Linked DNA regions of Mus musculus: region 1 is linked to region 2. Evidence: chromatin contacts called from public HiChIP or PLAC-seq data. All regions are on one chromosome and are shown on one strand. Each heading gives the region's core, a stretch centred on a gene start, on an enhancer-like site or on the middle of the called end of the contact. The rest is flanking DNA. Distances are from core to core; before and after follow the strand shown.

The links. HiChIP or PLAC-seq counts read pairs in DNA pulled down with a chosen protein or histone mark.
Region 1: a contact with region 2 is called in an H3K4me3 HiChIP or PLAC-seq map of forebrain, with 4 times the contacts expected there. The contact joins the enhancer-like site here to the promoter of 1700096K18Rik in region 2. A contact is called at or near these places in 2 of 39 promoter capture datasets (3T3-L1-derived adipocytes and cranial neural crest), 2 of 484 Hi-C or Micro-C datasets (cortical neurons and ventral hippocampal neurons) and 6 of 115 datasets of contacts at active chromatin or transcription factors (the 230-238 cell line, astrocytes, craniofacial prominence and 3 more).

What each region holds. Positions count from the first base shown.
Region 1 is chr5:25,798,768-25,804,535 of GRCm38.p6, reverse strand. The region is part of intron 2 of Actr3b (ARP3 actin-related protein 3B); the gene reads right to left. Among named protein-coding and RNA genes, the nearest start is that of Gm42237, 30 kb to the right of the region's middle. Within about 2 kb of position 2,600, at least 16 of the 459 cell types and tissues checked have an H3K27ac peak or open chromatin away from gene starts, as enhancers often do. A contact at or near this core is called in cortical neurons and forebrain, where this site is marked.
Region 2 is chr5:25,525,168-25,531,423 of GRCm38.p6, reverse strand. It overlaps 1700096K18Rik (RIKEN cDNA 1700096K18 gene), which reads right to left and starts at 1,406. Exons shown (of 1, transcript NR_027388.1): 1 at 1-1,406.

The sequences.
Region 1 (5,768 bases), core at 1,351-3,850, 270 kb before region 2:
ATCAACCTCTGTCCACAGGCATTCACAGGTGCTCACATCCACACAGCACATATACCACAAAAACAGTCAGGGGAGAGAGAGGATGGAAGGGAGGGAGAGAGGGAGGGAGGGAGGGAGGGAGAGAAGGAGGGAGGGAGGGTTTAATTGTAGACTATCAAACAAATGTTGCTGCATGCAAAATAACTTACAACTCTCAAAAATGTTATGATTTATTTGATTTCAAGTTATGCATGTGTACCTGCATTTGTATGTAGGAATGTGCATGTGTGTTTGCAGATGCTCACAGAGTCCAGAAGAGGGCATAGGATTCCCTAGAGCTGGGCTTACAGGCAGCTACAGTAAACTGCCTAACATGAGTACTGGGATCTGAACTCAGATCCTTGCAAAGAGCAGTACACGCTCTCAGCTGCTGCAGTCCCCGAGAGTATGCTTATGTGGCTAGCAAGAACTAGTCCGAAAGTTTGATTTTAAAAATAAATTTACACACAATAAAACATAAAAACTGCTAAAGATAAATCTAACCAAAAAAGCATGTGGAAGAAGTTAAAGAAGATAAAACTTTTCTGAAAAACTCACAAGACATGAATGAACAATGGCAACACCTGAACTGCCTTCATGAACAGGAAATGAAGACTCAATTCTTATTCATGAATATCAAATTAAATGTAAAAATCCTAAATTAGCTCATAAAAAGAGTATCTCAAATCAATACCTCCTATTAGTTTTTTATAATTATCTAACTGATTCTAAAATTTACAGTCTAAAGGAAAAGCCAAATCATTCCAAAAAAAGGAAGGAAGGAAGGAAGGAAGGAAGGGAGGGAGGGAGGGAGGGAGGGAGGGAGGGAGGGAGGGAGGGAGGGAAAACATCAAACCCACTAGAGAAAACTGTATAACACAAAATGGGGTTCAAACTGCATTCCTGGAGCAGAGACAGGTAAACACATCAATGAAGAAAATAAAGACCAAATGTTCCTAAGCATGAGCAGGCATGGTGGCTCACATCTGTAATCCCAGCACGCTGGAGGCTGAGGCAGAAGATTGACAGTTCTGAGCTATTTGGTAAAATCCTGTCTCCAGAACAATATTACCAAGCATAAATGTGACCACGGTGTGACAGAAAAAGGAGTGTCAAATGGGAGTGCACTTGTTGATCACTGGTGCGGAGCAGTGGGGAACTGGCCTAGACTTAGAAATAAAATCAGCTAGCTATCTTTCACACGTATTCAAAACTTAACTCAGAAAATACACAATTCCTTTGGAATTGGAGTGCACTTTAAAAAATAGCAACATTATGAGCTGAAAAATATTGCAATGTTTGACTCTATCAAAATCTAAAATTTCACACTTTAAAAATGTCACAGTGCACTAGGAATGTAGCTCAGTGGTTAGTACACACAAACATCACAAAGATAAACAAATAGTCACAAAAATAGGAATAATAGCTGTAACAAATCAGTACATGATGCCTAGTGTCCCCACAACACAAAACTTACCAAAAATGCAATTTTAAAAATGGAAAAAAGCATGAACAGCTAAGGAATGGTGCTCAGGTTTACCACTAAGCACAGAAATCAAATTCTAAAAGCCAGGTAACTTTACATTCGCTGGAGTTGCCAGTAGGCAGAGACCAAAACTGGATTCCTGAGAAGCCGGCAGCAGAGCAGCCACACAACCAGAGCAGCTTGGATCCCTGCTCGGGCAGGTGAGCAAGGGCACCCGTTCTGTAAAATAGAAAAACTGGAAAATATTTGTGTTGCTAAAATGTTAGCTGGATGTAATAACCTATGTCTGCAATCCCAGCACGGGGAGGCTGAAGCAAGAGGAGTCTACAAAAGGAGACGAAGTTTTATAGTCTCACTAGACTTGGCTTCAGAACTGCATACATTAGCAGTTATAGAAACTAAAGACAACACTGAAGAGGTTTTTTTAAGATAATGTTGAAACGTTGAACAAAATTGCTTTTAAAATTCACAGCACAGTGGACCTTTATACATAGGACATAACGATGAAACATAACACTAGAATCTAGGCAGAAAATATCCACCAGAGGAAGGAACAGGAAGGAGGGGCTGAGACTGAGCCCGAAAGGTGTCATCACAGACAGCTGTCATCTGAGAACCTCACTTCAGGTGACAGCATAGCAAGCAAGTTCACTTACACCAACTAAAACATTCCAAAGCCTGTGTCCCGTCCAGGCCAGCGCTGGCCAGCACTTCCTTAAGGAGCACCTGACTGTATGTGTGCATTTGTGGGTGGGGTCCGGGAGCTTTCCTGTATTTTCTCTTGCATTTAATTAACCAAGCCAAAATATTAAGGCTATATTTAATTTCATTTAATTAGAAATAACAGGCCAGGAGTAAGGGTCCACATCTTTAATCTCGGCATCAGGAGAGCAGAGGCAGGTAAAGCTATGTGAGTTAGAGGCATGGAGAGGTCCAGGCCGGCCAGGGCTACACAGTAAGATCCAGCTCAAGAAAGAACAGCAGCAAATGCTACCTCAGGCCCCTCTGCTGGCAAGCCCTCATCCGAGAAGGCACCTAGTCTGAGCTGTTGGCAACTCCCCAGGATGCAGTGAGCACAGGGAACTCGCCCCCTCCACCCCGCCCTATTCACAGTGCTGTTCACTGCCCTCTCTCTTTACTGCTATGCTCACCCCACTCTCCTCAGCCTAAGCCTTGCACAACATCCTCAAAGCAAAAATAGGAAAAAAACAAAAAACAAAAAACCTTCAAACAATGAGGCCAAGACTACACAAAATCTTCAACAGACAGACACAAGTGAGGCCTGGACAGATTTACTGATAGTACAGTTCCAGTAGCCAGGCCCTGATGGAAGCCCTCAGGACCCTGTAAGCATTCCTGATGTCAAATTGAGGATCCCTAGGAAGACAATGCAGTCTATCACATGACTATTCCCCAGACCTCAATCCCATCTCCTGCCAGGCTGCATGGGGCTCAGCTTCCACCTCTCCATGTCCACATCCAGCCTGTAGCCCCTTGGATCACAGGCTTGCTTCAGCCCTGATGCCTGCCTGCCCTCCCTCCCTCCCTCCCTCCCTCCCTCCCTCCCTCCCTCCCTCCCTCCCTCTCTCCACTCTTCTTACCTATCCTCCCTTCTTCCTCTTTTTCTCTCTCCTGCACTATGGAATATGAGTCTGGTGCAAGCCAGGCCAGCTCCAGATCCATCTCTCCTGAAGCCACTTCAGCACACACATCCTCAAACCAGTCTTGTAAATGAGACCTCTGCAAACAGAAACCTCTCAGCACAAAAGCAAGCACTGGGTGAGTGAGTGGTCCAGGGTGACTGAGGCCTGCACCTACCTCAACACCCACACGTCTGCCCTAGCGTCTTCAACTGTGTTTCTGGCAAGGCTCTCCCATAAGAACTGCAGCCAACAGTACCGTGGTTTGGGGCTGGAGAGATGCCCAGTGGTTCAGAGCACACACCACTCTTGCAGAGGGTTTGAATTTGTCTCTCAGTATCCATCTCAGGTGGCTCAGCACTGCCTATAAATCCAGTTCCAAGGGACTCGATATCCTCTTCTGGACTGTGCAGGGCTCTGCACTCACGAGTGCACAAACCCACGTGCACACAAACACACACACATAAACTACAAAATAAAAAGATGAGGATGAAAGGATGGCTCTGTAATTGAGAAACCATCTGTAACTCCAGTCCCAGAGAATCCAATGCCCTCTTCTGACCTCTGCAGGCACCACACACACATGATGGATAGATATACATGCAGGCAAAACACCCCTATGTAGCAGAATTTTCCCTGTCCAATTATTTTAAATATTAATACAACAAGAAGCCTGGGATTGAACAGGGAAAGGGGAGGCAAAGCTAAGAGTTGCAAAGACAGGGAGTGACACAGGAGACGGGGAAAGATGGAAGATGAACGGGACAATTCAGATTCCATGAGGCTTTAAATAACCACAGGTAGCTATAATATCATATAGGGATAGAATAATTGGGGTAACTTGTCTAATCTAGGTGGGCAGCTTGTATCATCTATGGGTCTGAAATTATTGTGTGGCATCTTGTGAAGTGGGAATTTATTGATATATAAATCTGACTATTTAATTATAAGCTTCTAGAGTTTTGATTTACTTGGATACTGGAATTTGGGACCACCAACCACAGGGAGTGGATGGCTGAGAAGGTACCAGTGGCTCTGAGGTGGGAGAACTGGAGCTAGGAAGACCACCGCACAGAGGCTAGCCTAGAGGCAGGGAGACCTCGGGCAGAGAGTAGCTGCGTATAACTCGGGAACTTGCTGTTCCTATTTAATATTTTCCAAAACACCTATACACATAAAAATAAGTAAGTAAAATTTTAAACAGATTAAATATGTTTTTAACATTCCCATCCCTGACTCCCCATCTCTGACATCTTTATTCTCTTCTAGCTGTTGCCACTGCCGAGGTTCTCACTGCCCCAATCCGAGCGCTCGCCTGCCCTTTGACAGTGACTCCTGTTAATAAGGGGCTTCAATTCCCTCCGTGAATGAGGATAGGTTAAGTGGTGCAGCCCACCAAACGCTGCTGAGTTTCAGATGGCAGGAAAGCAAAGAGAACACTGTCAGTTCTTCCTAGATGAGGGACTTAACAAGGTTAAAAACCTAATCTCTGCTTTGAAAAAAAAAATGAGAAAGCCCAATTTGTCAACTCAGCATGCAAAACCACTCCTCCTAATGAAGTTCAGAGACTGATCACTATATAGATGTCAGAGGTCAGGGGCCTAACTAAGCCCCCACAGAATGGTGCCCAGCTTCCATTATCACTGGATTTGGAGGCAGGACTTTTATGAACATAGTGAATTTTCAAAGGTTGCAATGGCAGGGTTCTAATGCAATTAGAGTGGCAGCCTGATAGGAAGGGACACAAATTCTCTCATACTCACACATGCTCACATAGAGCAAAGGTGACATGAAGACACAATGGTAAAGAAGACAGCCCCGCCGAAAGTCTAGAAAAAGATGTTTGACCAGGCACCACCTTCAACTTGGACTCTGGACTTCTAGAACCATGCTACGGTTCTATTGACCAAGTCCCCTTGTCTGTTATTTGTTAGGCATCCTTATCAGACAACATTCCACTTTATGAATTTAAAATGAGGACACAGAAGACCAATAACACCCATCGCCAGGCATACCCCACATGTGGCACCTGCACACCCCAGGAAAGCAGAGATGCCACTCTCCTTCAGGCACGGAACTGAAGCTCTTGGCACAGATCTCCTCAAGGAATCTGGAGTGCACTTGTCTAGTGATCCAACCTTCACAGTAACCACATAAAGCATTTGACCTTGACCTGAATACAGTGTAACAAAGCTCTCCTTCTGAGCTGGGTCCTAGGACCTCAGCAGCAAAATATGGGTTTGCTCCCTTTTCCCTTGGGCAAACTGTCTCTGGGATTCAAACCAGAGAAGTCTACCTCTAAAACCCAACTAGTCCTCCAGAGAGATGCCCATGGGCAATAAAGAACACGTAGGGTGAGCTTGTGCCCAAGGCATGACACCTAAGTACACTACCCTAGGCTGATGAATAGTTAAAGAAACAGAACTCTTCTAAATGGCATGGGAAGGGTAACCATAGGCCTCTCTCATTGCCACAAACAAACAAACAAATGAACAAAAAGTGTTTCAACAGTGAGGACTGACACTCAGCCAGGCCATGAAACTGTTTCCTTATGATTACAGATCAGCCTTAAGGAACTAGAGAGACAGTTCCAGGCAGTTAGAACACTTAGAAAACAGTGAAAG
Region 2 (6,256 bases), core at 157-2,656:
TAATCCCAGGAATAGAGGGGCAGAGGAATCTCTGAAATTTCAGTCAATGTGATCTATACAGGTGAGTTCCAGGCTATCTAAGGATACATGAGACCCTGTCACAGGGTGGAAATGCGTTCCATTCCTAGGTAAAAGAATAGCATGCCCACAAGTTGTCCTCTAACCTTAATGCTCTCACAGAAAAATAAAATCATACACAAACATTTTTATATATTTAAAGGCAAAGAATTCTTAACCAAATTGACTAAAGATAGGAACAGTAATTCCCTCTGGAAAATTAGCTGGCTGTAAAAAATGAGTTATAATGAAAAGACAATAACCTCACTATAAAGGCCTGTCTTGAATTTTAATTTTTTACAAGATTGGACTTCCAGTTCCTAGTAATGTACATGGTAATAAACATGAAGAAGCATTATTCAAATGTAAATGCTAATTGTTTTTATGTTTAATTTAAGCACTATTTTTTTTTTGTTTGTTTTGGTTTTTTTGAGACAGGGTTTCTCTTTTAACCATGGCTGTCCTGGAACTCACTCTGTAGACCAGGATGGCCTCAAGCACTATTTTTTTAACCAGACTTAAAATTAATAGAAGCGAAAGAATCTTCAGAGTGGGAGGGGCTTCAAGAAAGAACGACAAAAAGGCTATACAGGCTATTTTAAATGTACAAAATTTATATCTGTGTATACTGCAAATAATGTGCCTTCCAAAAAGGCTAAAATGTAAAGGCAAAACAAATTATTTCACTGATGAACCACTCATTTGGTAATGTCTTTCTTTACATTTGGGTTTTTTTTTTTAAAAATCTAGAGATACTGAATAGAAGTATTCACAAAATATCCATTGGTTAGAGTACGGTGTTCGAACGAAAATGAAAGGTTTGTAACCGGTCGTTTCGCTGTAGTACTGTAAGAAAGCTTTTAAATAATTAGTGCAGAATTCCAGCGTAGTATTGCAACCCAGCGTCTGTGGCCATGTCACCTTTAAGTGTGTGCAGTTTGGAAGAGCAGAGTTAGTTGGGTATTGTTAAAACAGCGTCGTTGTGTCGTGCGGGGACGTTCTCATCTTCTGAATGAGCGAGAGGGAGAAGGGCCCCGCCGTGGTCCCCTAAGCAGTGAGGCTCTGGGCGAATAATCGCACGGGATGCTGCGTGACAGTGGCTGGACGCCCGCGCCATTGTGAGGTCGGCGGCGCGGATCCGAACCTGTATTACTTCTCGGTGAGGCGGACTTGCGGGCCCTTGGACCGAGGTCAGCTCCGAGTGGAGAACAGGTAACTCAGGGGCCGGATCCCTCCGCGACAAGTAGTGCGCTGTGCGCTTTCCCGAGCCCACGGCGGGCGCCGGAGATCGCGGACCTGGCTCCCGGAGGATCGGCGGGCACTGGCCCGAAGGCTAGGAGACCTTCGGCAGCCCGAAGGCTGGAGCGGGCCGGCGAACGGCAGGTGTCCGCCCCGCCCCCACCCCCGCGGGCAGGAAGAGGAAGCGGTGCGGCCCGGCCCCGGGGCCACCCGCAGGGCCTCGCGGGGCGGGGGCGCCGGAGCTACAAGAAGCGCGTGACCTAGTTCGTCCCGAAGTGGACTTGACAGGTTGTCATCGCGGCTCCCCGCCCCCACTGTCTTCCGGGTCTGGCTCCTCCCCCACCCTCGAGCTCCCACTGGCCTCGCCCAAGCTGTACTCCCTGCCATTGGCTTCAAACCAGGGGCCACGCCCCAACCCAGCTCGCCCTGCCATTGGCCACGCGTCCCAGGCCGCTCTCCCAGTCATTGGCTTCGTCCCAGAGGCCCCGCCCCCAGTCTTGCTGGTCCTCGGGTTGGCCTTGCAGCGCCCCTCTTTCGGCTCGTCCTCCTATTGGCCCCTCGCGCCAGGCGCCTTGCCTCCTATGGTCCGCGGTGGATTCCAGCTGGTCACTGTTGAGTTTGTTCCCGTGGGCATTCCGGTTTCTGTCGGCTTCCCTCCCTCTTTGCTGCGTTTCTTCCTGCTTTCTTTGGGTCTGGGAGCCCGGGCCTCGATACCTGGTCCCGGTCCCAAACTCAATGTAGCAGCGATCTACATTTGCCTCTGTACCCCGCCGCACCCCGCCCCTTTCAACTCCTTCTTCCCCAGCCCCCACGCACACCGCCTTCATTCCCTCACACCTCTCCTTAAATTCGGCTGAGTGGAACAGACTTCATTTCGAAATCAGGGAGAGGGGTTAAGTGATAAACGTCAATATCAATATTAGCTGGTTTTGGTTCCAGAAAGGAACTGGACGGCCCAGATCATTCAAACATTTTGTTGTTGATGGTGGTGGGGGTAGTGCTTTTCTTTGGGTGTGTCTTAGGTTTGGAGGTTTCTTCAAACAGGATCTCACCTCTCCCTTTGTATCTCTGACTGGTTTGGAACTCGCTAGTTCCTTGGTACGGGGTTTGACTGCAGAAGCCAGAGAGGGCGGCCGCTGGGTTCCTGGAGCCGCTGGTTGTGGGCCACCTAACTTGGGGGCTCCTCTGCAGAAGGTTTCATCTCTCCACCCTGGGATTGAATTTTTTTAATTAATTTTCATTTTATGTGCATTGGTGTTTTGCCTGCCTGTATGTCTGTGTAAGGATGTTAGATTCCAGTCGGAGTTACAGTCGCAAGCTACCTTGTGGGTGCTCGGAATTGAACTAAAGTCCTCTGGAAGAGCCAGAGCTGTGAACCTGAGTCATCTTTGCAGTCCCAGGACTTAGTTCCTAAAGTGACCAAATTTGTTACTCCAAAAATAATAGGCTGCCTTTCCTGAGTAGCAGTCAAATTTCCATTGTTTATGCAATATTGACATTTAAAATTTACATGTGTACTTTCTATAATTGAGCTAGCTTTTTTAAATCGTTTTAGAGAATAGAAATAAGCTGGGCAGTGGTGGCTCATGCCTTTAATCTCAGCTCATGAGAGGCAGAGGCAGGCGCATTTCTTAGTTTGAGGCCAGCCTGGTCTACAAGAGTGAGTTCCAGGACAGCCAGGGCTACACTGAGAAACCAAGGGGTGGGGGGGAGGGGGAGGGGAGAGAGAAGAAATAAACTGATAAAACTGCACAGTGCAATGTAGTCTCCAAGAGAAATTTAGTTGAAATTTGAAACTGGCCTAGCCTTTGCTGGTGAGCAGAGGAAGGGTTACAGATCCCAGGCCTGTCAGGGCTGTGCATTGAAACCCTGTCTTCTGGGGGTTGTCTTAATCCCCACTGTGGTAATTCTGGTACTCTCCGCATTTGGGATTTGGGGGCAGGAAGAATTCAAGGCCAGCCTCATGGGGAGTTCAAGGTCAGTATGAGCTATTTGAAACCAGCTCAAAAACAAAACAGCTGTTGAGTGTGGTGGTCTTGCCTGAGATCCCAGTGCTGGGGAGGCTGGAGTAAAATCAGGAGTTCAAGGCCAGCCTGGGCCACAGAAGACCCTGACCCACTTACTCTGCCACTCCCTCTCCACACCCATGACTTTTTCAAAATTACTAAAGTAGATGATCTTGTGTGCATGCAGGTCAGGCTCCGCAGATTGCCCTGTCAGGCTCATTAAGGCATTCCAGTTGACAGAAGTGGCCTTTTAGGTTGCATCCCGAGGTCTGCAGAGCTCCGGGATCCTGGCTGGGGGAGGCCCAGCTCTGTAGGTGCCTAGCTTGCGCAGTCCAGGCACACTGAGAACCTTCCCTCAGGGCTTCCCATTTCCAACTTTGCACTTGAGGCTTCGGGGCTTGTGTGTGGAGCTGCATCTCTTCTGACTTCTCAGGCCAGCCTTCAGTGTCAGCTGATCTGAAATGGGTCCTTTCCCTGCCCCCAACCAGGTACTTTCTGTCCTCTCCCAGTTACTTCCTTCAAAGCATGCTGCACCATCTGAAGCCTTCTTGTTTACTTAAAATGGCTGGTTCCCCTTCTCCCTCCAAGCTGGGCTCTTTCTATTTGCTAGGGCAGGTTTAGCAAATGCTTAGTGGATAAACAAATGCTTCCATGAGATGGGATCCAGTCAACAGGCAACCCAGTCTTCCTATTGGCTGGACCCCATGGTGTAGACACACCTGTGAACAAGAATTGGGAGAGGAGCTACTCTTGTAAACAGTTTATGATTCTTTCATTTTCTTACTTTATTTCCTGTTATTTCTTGATGAGCAGAGTAAGAACTAAGGCATGTGGACTCAAGGACAGCCTTTTGCCCACTTTGTTTCAGGTTGTGTACAGACTGCAGAGTCTGACTGGGCCCCGGGCTCGGGCCGGGCCCTGGCGGTGGCCCCAGGTGGGCAGATCCTTGGCAGGCAGCCCCCCTTTCCCCAGGGCAGCTCCAGGCTCTGCTGGATGCTGGTTCCAGTGGGGGAGGGGATCCCAGCTGCTGCCCTGGAGGTGGTTATAAGTGTCATCCCACAGGGCAGGAACACAGTAAAAAGAGGTTCTTCTCTCCTCCCCCACTCCAGCACTCTCTCAGTGGCTGGACCTGTCTGGTGTTTCTATGACACAGGCTTTGGCTAGGACAGTTTTAGAGCAGCTGCCCTGGAGTTTAAATGTAGCACCAACCTGCGTGCCCCAAACATACAGGATGAGCTTGGTGACTGCTGGTTAACGTTGGGTCTCTGTGATGCCAGTCTTGGTCTGTCTGTCAGTTTTAAGGGTAAAGACATGCCCTTGTATTTGTGCACAACTACCCAGTCCCAAACTGAGGTGTGGAGGCTTGTAGAAGCAGGCTGGTCAGTCATGAGGTCAAGGCTAGCCTCAGTAGCCATGTGAATTTGAGGCCAGCCTGGCCTACACGAGACCCTGTTTATAAAAACAAACATGTCAAACCAAACCATCTCAAAAAAGAATCCTGTGGGTATGGGGAGGTGGGGAGAGGGTTAGGGTGTGTGTGGGAGAAGGGGAACATGTGATCAGAATATATTGTATGAAAACAATCTAACTTTCAATAAAAGTGGAAATTCTAAATAAAATTTCTGTGGACATCCCTTTAGCTAACATTTTCCATCCAAGTCTGCTGTCATCTGGTTGCTCCCAGCTAGGGGCTGACCTAGGATCTCCTGTGAGCTCAGCAAGCACTGAGTCCAGCTCTGGCTCAAAGGTGCTCAGCTTCCTGCATTCTGAGCCAGAGTTCCCTGGCCCTGGGGAATGGGAAGTGTTGAGCAGATCACGCCCTGGGGCAGGGTAGAAACAGGGTGGGACCGGTATGTGCTGTGTGCAGGATAGTCACGTGGTCTCCCCAGGGCAGAGAGCCTACTGTGGGATCGGGATAGGTTTTGAGCCCTGCAATGTTCCTGTCCTGGAGGGCTACTAGGATAATGGAATGTATAACTAACGGTTTAGGAGAATTAGCCTGCCATCAACGGGATCATCTCAGGTTCTTAAAGGACACTCACTGCTAGCATTGCCATTCCAGATAAATCAGATTGAAGGATGGACACAGCTTAGACCTGGAAGGGTTTGCGGGGTCACATTGCACAGGTATTCCTCCTCCTGCAGGCTTGGGAACTGCCAGCCACCCCCAACCACATATAAGTCTCAGTTTCTTCCTCTATCAAGTGGGGCTAATAATACTGGACTTGACTATGTTCAGCGTTGGTGTGAGAATTGGAGGAGATTATGTTTCTGCCCAGACTTGGGAAAAGAACTCACTTGTGGTATCCTGAGGAGGGGAGGGTCAAGTGCATTCAGTGGGTAAGCTTGCCCTGATGCTAACAAAGTACCTGCATTGGCCTCTGCAGGCAACCACCATCTAGACCTGCGGCGAGGGTGGTGATGGATGCCTGCTGCTCAAGTGTAGCCCTGGGTGTCCCCAAGAGAGTGGGTTTGAAGGAAGGCTCTTAGGACCAGAGTTGGTTTAATAGCTACACACCAGGGCTGTCTCTCTCTGAGCCCCTGGTTTAAAAGGACATGTTAAGCTCAGGAAGAGGCAACCTGTTACAGGGTATTTTGTGATTTGTCTTCCTGTGGATGGCTTAGTCTCCTAAAAAGAGTTACCAAGAAAAAGGAAATTGTAACATTAGAGATGGTGGATGGAGCTGTGGTGGAGAAAGCTGAAGAAGCTGGAGGAGGCAGGAAACTTGGGTGTATCCCGTTTCAACCCCTCTGCCACTTGGATGGCCAAGGGACATCACATGCAGGAAAAAACACTCATACACATAAAATAATTCCTTTTTCTTTTTTTGGTTTTTCAAGTCAGCTTCTCTGTGCAGCCCTGACTCTCCTGGAACTTACTCTGTGGATCAGGCTGTCCTTAAACTCAAAGACCTGCCTGCCTCTACTTCCAGAGTACTGGGATTAAAGGAATG